Regions from separate parts of the Sus scrofa genome. Here all the other regions are linked to region 3. A link is a contact called in public HiChIP or PLAC-seq and promoter capture Hi-C data. All regions are on one chromosome and are shown on one strand. Each heading gives the region's core, a stretch centred on a gene start, on an enhancer-like site or on the middle of the called end of the contact. The rest is flanking DNA. Distances are from core to core; before and after follow the strand shown.

What was found. Promoter capture Hi-C pulls out the DNA fragments that hold promoters and counts their contacts. HiChIP or PLAC-seq counts read pairs in DNA pulled down with a chosen protein or histone mark.
Region 1: a contact with region 3 is called in a promoter capture Hi-C map of liver, with 3 times the contacts expected there. The contact joins the promoter of SSSCA1 here to the promoter of POLA2 in region 3. A contact is called at or near these places in 2 of 5 promoter capture datasets (fetal liver and liver) and 1 of 2 datasets of contacts at active chromatin or transcription factors (alveolar macrophages).
Region 2: a contact with region 3 is called in an H3K27ac HiChIP or PLAC-seq map of alveolar macrophages. The contact joins the promoter of RELA here to the promoter of POLA2 in region 3. A contact is called at or near these places in 1 of 5 promoter capture datasets (liver) and 1 of 2 datasets of contacts at active chromatin or transcription factors (alveolar macrophages).

What each region holds. Positions count from the first base shown.
Region 1 is chr2:6,682,530-6,686,373 of Sscrofa11.1, forward strand. It overlaps SSSCA1 (Sjoegren syndrome/scleroderma autoantigen 1), which reads right to left and starts at 2,035. Exons shown (of 5, transcript XM_021082852.1): 1 at 1,929-2,035; 2 at 1,682-1,833; 3 at 1,465-1,549; 4 at 1-1,065. The coding sequence starts at 1,947. The coding sequence ends at 722.
Region 2 is chr2:6,592,968-6,597,013 of Sscrofa11.1, forward strand. RELA (RELA proto-oncogene, NF-kB subunit) reads left to right here and starts at 1,902. Exons shown (of 10, transcript NM_001114281.1): 1 at 1,902-1,928; 2 at 2,031-2,182; 3 at 2,341-2,489; 4 at 3,324-3,415; 5 at 3,790-3,921. The coding sequence starts at 1,902.
Region 3 is chr2:6,948,975-6,952,872 of Sscrofa11.1, forward strand. POLA2 (DNA polymerase alpha subunit B) reads right to left here and starts at 1,315. Exons shown (of 18, transcript XM_013994111.2): 1 at 308-1,315. The coding sequence starts at 386.

The sequences.
Region 1 (3,844 bases), core at 785-3,284, 270 kb before region 3:
CCCCGCCCCCGTGCAGGCGGGGCCTCTCTTAAAAGGGCAACGGTTTGTGGGCCCAAGTTGCCCCAAGTCGCAGCAGGAGGAGCAGGGTGAAAAAGCGGAGGGAGGAAGCCAAAAGCAGAGGGTGCGGTTTCTTGGCGGTTCTTTCTGACACCCACCCCCAACACTCTGCCCAGTTATAACTGTTAAGGAAAAGGATTTTTCTAAAAGGGGGTAACAAGGATGAGGAGACTGGGGTTGAGTCCATACTTTGTCCCTCACGTGCAACCTGATACCCTAGTCTGGGCCTGACGTGGGATAGGATGATGGTATTGGGATGCAGGATGCTCGGGGAAAGAAGGAGAAGCTGCCAAGGGGACTGGAACCCCAGATCTCACTTGAGGGTGGAGAATGAGCCCTGGATGGCTGAGGAGGCTGCAGGGGTGCTGTGGAGGGCCACACCTAGTTTCCGCTTTTAAGGAGGTTGTGGCCTCCTCCTCAGAAAAAAAGTATCACACCGTTCTCTGCCTCCTCCATCATCTCTATAGTTGGGAAACTGAGCAGAAACAAGCCCAACTCATCTCTCAGGGCATCAAGGAGAACAGACTGTGACAGCACGAGAGGCCAAAGGTAGGAAAAAGACGACTGGAGCTGGGGCTTGCATGCACACTTAGAACCAAGAAAAGAACAAACCACACAAGAGGAATAGCTGTTTTTCTAGAGGATTCTTCTCAGGAGGGGTCTTTTAGGGTTGCAGCTGCTGCAGGCTGCGCAGGGCTTCAGCACAAGCCCGGATAAGGCTACACAGCTGGATGCTCGTCTCCAGGGAGGTGCTAGAGCCCAGCTCAGCTGAGGCCCAGGCCAGCTTCTGCAGGAGAGCCTCCCGTGTGCAGGCCACAACTTCAGCATTTGGAGGCACAGCAGGAGGGGGCGGCCCCTGGACTGCCTTGAGCCCTGCTGCAGCTCCCTCACAGTGCTCTGGACGGGGGACTGGGGGCTGAGGGGCTGGCCGAGAGCCTAACGGGGGCTCCGAAGCAGAGGCGAGCTGGTGCTCCCGAGCTTGGGAGAGGGCAGCCTGGGCATTCAGAGCTAAAAGAGGAGAAAGCCAGTGGAATGGTCAGGATACCTGGCCTGCCTCAGCCCCGAGCCACCTCCCTACTCTTTACTTTTACACTGTTCTGCTCTTTCTGTTCTTCAGAAGTTTTCCCTGCCCCTGTGTAAGGCAACTCATTCCTTTTCTTCTCTGTATCAATTATTTATGTCCTTGCTTCATCTCTCTCATCAGAATTATGCCTAATTAAGCTCAGACTCTCCCATGGTGTTGGGCACACAGTGTAGGTTTTAGTGCTTTTACTCAACGAGTGGTCCTTTCTAGAGCTGAAAGGAGAAAGCACCTTACCCCCGCCCATCAATCATCTTCCAGGCCTACTGTACTGTTCCTGAGCCTCTATCACCACACTTCTTCACCAAGCACACTCGATCCCTCACCCGGATTATCTTTATCCACGTCTGAATCGAGCTCCTGACAAGCCACGCAGTAGATTTTCCGCTGTTTGTCTTGGAGGAGGATCGTCTAGGAGCCAGAAAGCATACGGGGCAGGGGTGAGACGCTAGGCGATGCGGTCCAGAGTGGAGACTTGAGGAAGGGCCGTGCGGCCTAGCCCACGGCCCCATCCTGGTTCCCACGTCCCGAGTCTCTCCTCACCCCGCAGTCCGCGCACGTCTCGCCCAGCATGCGGTAACCACGCAGCAGGTAGTCGCCCATGAGCCGGGAGATGCGATCCTGCCGCTCCCGCCGCGCTTGCAGCACCTTCGTCTCCGCTTCAGTCGGGGGCTCCCAGGAGAAATCGTCGACTTCTGGGGGAAGAGAGGCATGAAGGGTTGAGGGTTTTGCTGAAGCAGACTGCCTCCCGTACCCCGCAACCACCGGCCCCCGCAGCCCAAGTTCTCACCAGCGCCGTTCAGAGCCATGTTGCCGTTGTCGCCGATAGACTTACCGGAAGTGACGCACAAGCAGAGCGCCCTCCTCTTGGCCCCGCCCCCTCGTGTTGGGCGGAGGAAGAGGGCGGAAATGCGCTCACTGTGCTCCTCTGACGTCACGATGCCCAGAGTGGGGCGTGTCTGCCGCAGACTGGAACCTGTCCCGCTGGCGCGGCTCTCGGTGAGAGCTCCGGGAAAAAACTTTTCGACTGGTGGGGCCTCAGGAGCGGCGTCTCCGTGATACCACCGCTTAGGTCGCAGGACCCGGAAGTGGCTGTGTACGGTCGCCCTTCCTGCCTGCTGCGGATGGCTGGAGAAATCTCCGCTGGCCTCCACCTCCCCCGGGGTTTCTCTTTCCGCACTGGCGGGACCTGGGGCCAGCCGGGAAGTGACATTATCTCAATAACGACACTCTTGATAATAACAAATGGCCCCTTACACACGCGTGGAGCCTCTTGAGACCTCAAGCGCTTCTCACTTCAACTGGCAAGGCAGGCCAGGCGGCGATCGTTCTCGCTTTCTATACCTTTCCGCCTATTTCAAGATCCCTCCCTTTCTACAGTTTTTTGTAGTCCAGTTGGCCTACCCCCTACTCCCCTCCAAGGCCTGGTGATGATGCAAAGGCAGCCCCTAAACAGACTTTTTGTTTTGTTGAAGTTTGGACCCTCAAAAAGAAAAAACAAATCTGGAGCTGTGGCTGTGCTGGGCGTGCGCAGTCGATTCCATGCTGTAGGGTGGGGCTGAGGGGCTTGCTACACGTGCCTGTGACCTTACCCTCTTTGGGTGGGGTGCTGTTCAAGTTATTAGTGCTCCCTGGACATTGGCCTTGGTGATTTTTTTTCTCTTTGTTCTTTTTCCATACACGTCCTCTCCCTGAATACGTTTGGAGAGGACAGGTGGAGCAGGCAGTGTCCTCAGAGGGCAGCCCTAGGGTCTCAGGGCTGTACACCAAGGCAATGGGGAAGGAGCTAGGACTTAGCCACCCCCCCCACCCCTCACCCCCACCAATCTCATTGGCAATCTCCTTTGAGAGCACATGCTTTCAGATTTTTGTCTTGGGTTTTTGTTTTTGTTTTTTTGTTTCTGGCTGTGCTACAGCATGGGGAAGTTCCAGGGCCAAGGATAGAGCCCAGACCACAGTAGTAACCTGAGACACAGCAATGACAATGCAGGATCATCAACCCACCAGACCACCAGGGAACTCCTCACAGTCTTAAGGGAGTTTTTTTTTGTGTGGTTTTTTTGTTTTTTGTTTTGTTTGTTTGTTTGTTTTTTGTCTTTTTAGGGCCCCACCCGCAGCCTATGGAGGTTCCCAGACTAGGGGTCCAACTGGAGCTGTTGCTGCCGGCCTATGCCAGAGCCACAGCAACACCAGATCCAAGCATGTCTGTGACCTACACCACAGCTCACAGCAATCCTTAATCCTTAATCCACTGAGCGAGGTCAGGGATCGAACCCACAACCTCATGGTTCCCAGTAGGATTCATTTCTGCTGCGCCACAACGGGAACTCCTTAAGGGAGTTATAAGGGAGCTTTGACCTGCTTAGGAAGATTTCCTTGAGACAAACTCCCATAGGAAACCATAGATGAGACATTTATTACTTGTTGGTCTCATATTGTCTTAGGAGGGATTTGCAGTGCTGGTACAGGTGACCCAAGGAAATCTAGACAAATTCTTGTGATCAACTCCATTGCCCTAGAAAACTACGCTGGCCCTTCTATTAAAACAAGGCAAAAATGAGATGCTGTTATAAAAGTGGGACAAAAATACCCTCTATCGAGGTGATCTCCCTTAAAAGACACAGTTGGAGCTCCTGTCGGGTGCAGTGGAAACTAATCCGACTAGTATCCATGAGGATGTGGGTTCAATCCCTGGTCTCACTCAGT
Region 2 (4,046 bases), core at 652-3,151, 360 kb before region 3:
CTAATTTTCTAATCCGGGGCAGCCACAGGAGAAACTGAAATGAGTGGGAGGGGTGGTAACTGTTTTCACTTTTGTCTTCCTGTTTTTTTTTTTTTTTTTTTTCAGAGCCTGGGAAAGCAAGTCAGAATTTCCAATCTTTTCCAATTCCCACATGATTCCCTAATTTAGAACGAACACAGAGAAAATAAAGTCTGCCTTCCTCTGGGTAAGACTCCGAAGCCTGCTGGGGATTGCCCCCACCCTCGGACAAGGAACCCCCCGCGGAGGGGGTTGCTCCAGTCCCACCCTCACCCCGCACGAACGCTTCTTGGGCTTGGCCTTGGGGACAATATTCTGGCGACGGGTCACAGGATGGTTAATTAGTGGAAATGCTTTGTGCGAGCTGGACCAGCAGGAAACCCTGGGGACACAGGCGGGGTGAGCCTGCCGATTCAAACCCCTGGAGGGTCCCGGACCTGCTAAAACACAAACGTCAGGCTGCAGGGTCGAGGCTCCAGAGATCTACCCCTCGGTGCCTTCTGCCACCCATTGCCCCGGAGGGATGCCTCTTAAACCGAGGAGCCTGGGCTCGGTTCGCCAGCGGGAGCGGACGAGGCACGGAGCCTCGGTCCACACTAGCGTGCACCCATCGTCCGAGCACTGCCAGGTGAAGTCCGGGCGCTTTCCTTTCCCCTCTCTGCCTCCAGACTGGGGGGACAAGAAATTTAAAAAATGCTTCCGCGGCCCCAACCACCACGAAGCACCTTCATCGATTAGGAAGCCGTGTGGAGTTTAGCCACCCGGTGTTTGCGGTCGAAGCAGGCCCGAGCCTTTCCCAGCGCAGGGCAGGCAGCCGAAGCCCAGCAGCTCTGGCCCTGTTCCAGACCGGGCCCGAGGTGACATCACCACTCCTCCGATCGGCGGGAGGGGGCCCCCGAAATCCCCTAAAAACATTGTGAGTAATCGCCCGGCCCGCCCTCCAGGCGGGGCCCAGACTCGCGAGCGATCCGTGCTGCCCAGCCAGTCCCGGGAGCGGCGTCCAGGCGCGCGGCGTCTCGGGGCCCAGCGCGGCGCGTACTTGCTCGCAGGGCCCGGCAGCGGCGGCGCGCGCCACCCCCTAGGCCCTCGAGTGGCGCGCTCTTGTCCCTAACCCACCGCGCGGGGCGGCGGCGGCGGCGGCGGCGGCGACGCAGCGCGCAGGCGCGGCCGGATTCCCGGCAGTGACGCGGCGGCGGGCGCGCGCGGCGCATTTCCGCCTCTGGCGAATGGCTCGACTGTAGCGCGCGCCGCGGGCCCAGCTGCGACCCCGGCCCCGCCCCCGGGACCCCGGCCATGGACGGTGAGGACGCCCTCTGACCCCGCGCGGTGGCGGCGCTGGGGCCGCCGGGACCGCGGCGGGAGCCTCCGCGCTGCCTTCCGCTCCTTCCTGCGCCGATGGTCGCTGCGCAGGGAGCGGCCGGCCGGATGGTGGAGCGGGGCGGGGCCGGAGTGGGGGGGGGGGTCTGACTCAGTTTCCCCTGGGGGTGGCGGGAGTTGGGGGGAGCTGTGACTCGGTCTCCCCCGGGGCCCCGGGGGCAGTTCCGACTTAGTTTCCTTGTTAGGGGAGAATGTATCTGACTCAGTTTCCTCCCGGGTTGGGGTGGGGAGTGCCCTCCCTTAGTTTAATTTAGGAAAGTAGAGAGGGGTCCTGGCTCAGTTTCCCCTGGTGGTGGAGGCCGTCCTACCGGGTTTTCTCTTAGAAAACAAGTGTTTCTGGCTCCTTCACCCCTGCCCCTTAGCTGTACTGCAGGTTCCAGGCAGCTGGCCCTGACCCAGTGTCCCCGGGAGGGAGCCTGGCTTCATCTCCTTGCCGGGGATGCAGGCCCTCCCTGGTGAGGACGGGAAGCGGGCATGTGCTGACCCTTGTATCCCTCCCCTTTCAGACCTCTTCCCCCTCATCTTCCCCTCGGGTAAGTTGGACCATCCTTTTTCCGTGGTTCGGGAGGAGCTCCCCAGGGTGAGGGCGATGGGGTCAGCCGCCTGATGGGGGCTGGCCCGCATCTCCCCCGCAGAGCCGGCCCCGGCCTCGGGCCCCTATGTGGAGATCATCGAGCAGCCCAAGCAGCGGGGCATGCGCTTCCGCTACAAGTGCGAGGGCCGCTCAGCCGGCAGTATCCCGGGCGAGAGGAGCACGGATACCACCAAGACCCACCCCACCATCAAGGTCAGCCCAGCTCCCGAGTGAGGGGCGCAGTGTCAGTAGGGGTGAAACCCCAGCAGGCTTGCTTTCAGGCCCCCGCGCAGCCTGCCCCCCCCCTCCGGGGGGGGGGAATTGGGGCTGGAATTCCTGCGCCTCCAGGGTGCTCTCTGTACTTTGGACAGATCAATGGCTACACGGGGCCAGGGACAGTGCGCATCTCCCTGGTCACCAAGGACCCCCCTCACCGGCCTCACCCCCATGAGCTCGTGGGGAAAGACTGCCGGGATGGCTTCTATGAGGCTGAGCTCTGCCCAGACCGCTGCATCCACAGGTGAGCTCCCCTTGGGCACCAGGGGGTGGTGGGGAGGTGGGAGGCCAGGAGGGCCAGCAGCTGTGTAGCTGTTACAGTGTTCTTTCTAGACAGAGGGCACCCTTTGCTCTGTCCCCAGCTCTGCAGGCAGATTCCTCTGTCTTGAAATTGCCTGTGTCTCTCCTCCCTCTAGCAGATAGGAGCCCCATGGAAAAGTGATAGGTCTCTAATCACCCCCGAAGCCCTAACGCCTGTGGCTGGAAGGGCAAGCCCCTCAGTCACGTCACTTGTAGCGAGAAAGAAAACCACTGAACCGACAGTCTCCCTGGAGCTTACGTACTAGTTGACAGAGGCAGGCTGTAAATAAACATACAAATAATTAAACAAGATCCGTTAGCAAGTCATCAGTAGTGATGAAAATAAAGCAGTGGGTTGGAGGAATAGCCCGGGAGGCGGAGGAGCTGGTGTCACTACTTTAGATGGGGAGTCAGAAAGGCCTCTCAGGTTAGAGCTGAATGTGAGAAGGCAGAGAGGCATGGAAAGAATGGCGCGCTCCCGGCAGAGTGAATGGGTGTCAGAGGCTTTGAAGTGGGAAGGAGTTTTGTGTGTTTGGAGAAGGGAAAAGAGGTCCTGGGACAGAGGGTAGGGAGCCAGCAGGGACAGTGGACCCGGCGGCAGGGCCCAGGGCTTTGTCAGCCAGAGTGAGGAGTGGGTGGCACTGTGGGCAGCCATTCAGGGGGGTCCAGCACGGCGTGCTGGCCTGCTGAGTGGGTGGGGGAGAAGGGGTAGACCCGGCAGGGCTGGAGGGCCCAGGCTCTGCTGGAGACAGTGGGACTGATTCCTCGGGGACCTCAGCTTCCAGAACCTGGGGATCCAGTGTGTAAAGAAGCGGGACCTGGAACAGGCCATCAATCAGCGCATCCAGACCAACAACAACCCCTTCCAAGGTGAGAGGGCTGTGGGAGCAAAGGCCCCGGCCTGCCTGGAGCACCTCCGCTCTTTGTCACCCTGCCGAGGTTACTCTCCCTCCCTGGCCAAGACTCACAGCACAGGTGGAATTTTGCTGCCCTTTCAGCACACACTCCCATTTTACTACTGGGGAGACGTGACCCAGAGAGGGGACACAGGGGACATGACGTTCCAGGTCCCAGGTGGAGTCAGCGATGGATGTAGAACCTTCTATTCCTCCTCTAGACCTCCTGCTGCTTCGCAGGCCCTGAAACATCCCTCCCAGCCCAGAGCTCCCTGTCCGCCCCCGTGCCCCTCCCTCCCTGGCTGTCCCCCCCACCCCAGCTCTCCTGACCCTCTGTTGTTCTGACAGTTCCCATAGAAGAGCAGCGCGGGGACTACGACCTGAATGCTGTGCGGCTCTGCTTCCAGGTGACAGTGCGGGACCCAGCAGGCAGGCCCCTCCGCCTGCCGCCTGTCCTCTCTCACCCCATCTTTGACAACCGTGAGTGGCTGGGGAGCTGCAGGAAGGGCAGACGGGTGGGCCTGCGAGGAGGAAGGGGGTTGGTGGGCGGGGTCTGCCAGAGTTGCTCTGGCTTCAGTCGCGCAGGGTGTGTGTCCTCTTGGTGC
Region 3 (3,898 bases), core at 65-2,564:
ACATCTCTTGCTTGGTTATCGAGGCTTAAACAATTTCCAAATTCGGAGATGAGAACCTGGCACGTCCCAATTTCACCTTTAGGAAACTGCGTCGATTTAAAATTGTGCTTCATATTCTTTCCTTTGAGCTGGGATCCAAGCAGTACCCTGTGAGCATTTCAAAGGCCCCACACGCCAAACCTCAAAACTCAGTTTAACTCACCTCACAACCCCCCGGAAGCGCCTCCCTTTGGGTTCTAGGCGATTGGGAACACGGAGCGAGAGCGTGGGCCTGGGCTGGGGCCCGGGGAGGGGGCAAGGGACTCACATTTGTCAATCAGAGCATCCTCGCATTCTAGGCCGAAGATCTGCAACTCCTCCCGCAAGAGCTGGGCGGACACGGCCATGATGACCCAGGACGGGGGCCGGGGCCGAGCCCACCCAGCTCCGACCTGACGCCAAGAAACCCACGGCCGTGGAGATCGATGAGCAGGACGCGGTTCCTCCGATCCTTTCGCTCTCCGGGGGGCTGAGACCGAAAGTGACCAAATAATCCAAGACCTCAGGCGGTCAGAAAGCCCTGGCCGTCAGTCTCAGAGAAATACTTTTTATTTTCTTTTTTTCCCGAAGCTCCCAAATGCCTGAAGGAAGGGAGCAGAAATCTTGAGAAGTCACTCTTCTAGGGGAGAAGGCCCTACTTCCTAAAAGCCACCGGGGAGCATCTCTGTGACGGGAGAACCGAGCAGGCCGGAAAAACCCGCCAAATGGTTTGCACGGCGCGCGCATGCGCGAGGCCCGCTCAACCCCACCCCTTCGCCTCGACTTCCTTCTCTCTGTTCCCGGACTACGCGCGCGCACGCGCGTCCGAGGGCGCGTGCGCACGAACGCCCGCACGGCGGATCGCGCGTGTGCGCCTGATGGTCGGCCCGCCCTACCGCGGCTGCGCAGTCATCTTTTACTGGGCTCAGAAGAGAGGCGCGGGCGCGCTGTTGCCCGCTCTCACCCGCTCCCTGCATGGAAACCGCGGTTCTGTACCAGTCGCGGATGACTCTTCCGGCCACCGTCTGCTCCGCGAAGCTCTGTGATGTATGCTTGTCACCCTTTTGTCCGTGCCTTCGTGCGCAGGCCGTGGCGTGTACGTGCCTTCAAATGTCTCAAACATTCTGTGTCCAACACGCGGGAGAGGAAAGTCTTGTCCCTGCTCTTGTCTCCCGCGTCATCTCTGCATCATCTCTGCACTCAGCGCGACTTCCTTAGGGAATCTGGTTGCCATGGTTATCATCGCGGCTACCACCAGTAGTCACAGCCACAGTCGTATAGGTCTATTTTCTGGAGCCCAAATCTCCATTGGCTCAGCTTAGATCAAATAACGCTAGGCATCATACTTGGCTAATGGGATGGTAGGTTGGTAGAGTCTCTAGAATAAAGTTCGGCAGTATGATATCAGTTATTAAGATTGTTCATTCTCTTTTGACTTAGCATTTCTTATCCTAAGAAAACCGGCCAGAATCCAAAGTTTTATAAACAAAGATGCTCATTTTGTAATTTACAGTAAAAAATAAAATAAATGGAAACTGAGTATCCGGGGAGGAAAGTACAGGCTATCACTAGAACAGTGATTCTCAAGACCTCACTACATGGGGAGTTCCCATTGTGGCGCAGCTCTAAATGAATCCGACTAGTATCTATGCTGATGAGGTTGGATCCCTGGCCTGGCTCAGTGGGTTGGGGATCTGCCCCCTCTCTCTGTGAGCTGCGCTGTAGGTTGCAGGTGCGGCTCAGATCCCTCGTTGCTCTGGCGTGGGCCAGCAGCTGTAGCTCGGATTCCACCCCCAGCCTGGGAACTCCCATATGGCCAGAGTGCAGCCCTAAAAAGAAAAAAAAAAAGACTGCACTGCAGAGGCCAGAGACACTTAGGGAGCATTTTAGGGCATACGATGAGGGAAGAAAAGCCAGGAAGAGTCCTGTCTTGGCCTCAAACCAACCATGTGAAACAGGGTGTAGTCTGCATGTAAACCACAGTTGGGGGAGGGCTGGAGAGGGAAAACCATCTTAGGCTTCTTTCTTACTGGTAGGTACAAATGGCAGAGGGTGGGAGCAGTTCACCTGGGTACAAGCAATAAAGCATATATTTGTTTTCTATTGCTGTGTAATTATTTACTGTAAATTATTGTGATAATTTAACCCGTAAATTTAGTGGGTTAAAACAGCATTTGTTTTATTTGTCCACAGAGCTGTAGCTCAGAAGTCTGGACACAGCATGTCTGCATTCTCAGTAAGGCTGAAATCAAAGTGTTGGCTAAGTTGCATTCCCACAGAGACACTGTTTTTAAAGGGCTCCTGTTGTTAGGTTAGGACCACTTTCTTTCTTTCTTTCTTTCTTTTTTTTTTTTTTTTTTTGTCTTTTTGCCTTTTCTTGAGCTGCTCCTGTGGCATAGGGAGGTTCCCAGGCTAGGGGTCCAATCGGAGCTGTAGCCACCGGCCTACGCCAGAGCCACAGCAATGCCAGATCCGAGCCGCGTCTGCGACCTACACCACAGCTCAGGGCAATGCCAGATCCTTAACCTACTGAGTGAGGCCAGGGATCCAACCTGCAACCTCATGGTTCCTAGTTAGATTCATTAACCACTGTGCCACAGTGGGAACTCCAGGACCACTTTCTTAAGATCAACTGGTTTGGGAATATAATTACATCTGCAAAATCTCTTTATAGCAGTGTGAAGAGGGCACTGTTCCAGCAGAAAAAGCCATTGACCCCAAAGAGCACAACAAAGAAAAAAACAAAAGAGGAAGTTTTAGGAACAATGGCATGATCTGTTTTGAAATATAGACTGCCTGGAGCTCCCGTCATGGCTCAGTGGTTAATGAATCTGACTAGGAGCCTTGAGGTTGCAGGTTCGATCCCTGGCCTCGCTCAGTGGGTTAAGGATCCGGCGTTGCCGTGAGCTGTGGTGTAGGTTGCAGACTCGGCTCGGATCCTGCATTGCTGTGGCTCTGGTGTGGGCTGGTGGCTACAGCTCTGATTAGACCCCTAGCCTGGGAACCTCCATATGCCACAGGAGCGGCCCTAGAAAAGACAGAAAGCCAAAAAAAAAAACAAAACAAAAAAGGAATGCCTTCAACATTGGGTATAATTTCATTCATAATTACCGAAATATGTCTCAGAGTGGAGAGTTAGCAAGTCATCTGCACTGGTGTGAAGTAGGCTAAGAACAATGCTGCTCACCCGCTTTCCTGTTCTGAATTCGGAGCTGTCTGTAATTATCTGCATACGGGGGGATTATCTGCATCCTTGAGGGATGGGGGAGTCCAGCAACTGGTTCTGAGCTCTTATGGAAAGCTTTCAAGAGCATGTCAAGACCCTCTCTAGAATGTGGGATTGCTTATCATGTGTTGTACTCAGATGACAGGGAAAAAGCTCATTCTACATCCTGTTACAAATGCTTAGTGGCCATTGGATTTCCTCTACAACTTGCAGGTTTCCAGCTTTTGTCCTTTGCCTTTTCTTACCAAGTAAGCAGGAGCTGTTTGTATATCAAAGACCAGGGATTGCAAACTATGGCCCTTAGGCCAAAGTTGACCAGCCACCTGTTTTCATAAGGCCAGTAATAAAGAATAGTTTTTACTTTTTTAAATGGTTGGAAAAAAACTAATTTTCCGGAGTTCCCATCATGGCTCAGCGGTTAATGACCCAGACTAGCATTCATGAGGACACAGGTTGAATCCCTGGCCTTGCTGGGTGGGTTAAGGATCTGATGTTACCATGAGCTGTGAGATAGGCCAGTGGCTATAGCTCCCATTCAACCCCTAGCCTGGGAACCTCCATATGCCACAGGTTCTGCCCTAAAGAGGCAAAAAAACAAAAAAACAAAAAAACAAAAACCCAAAACTAATTTTCCATGATGTGTGGGAATTACAA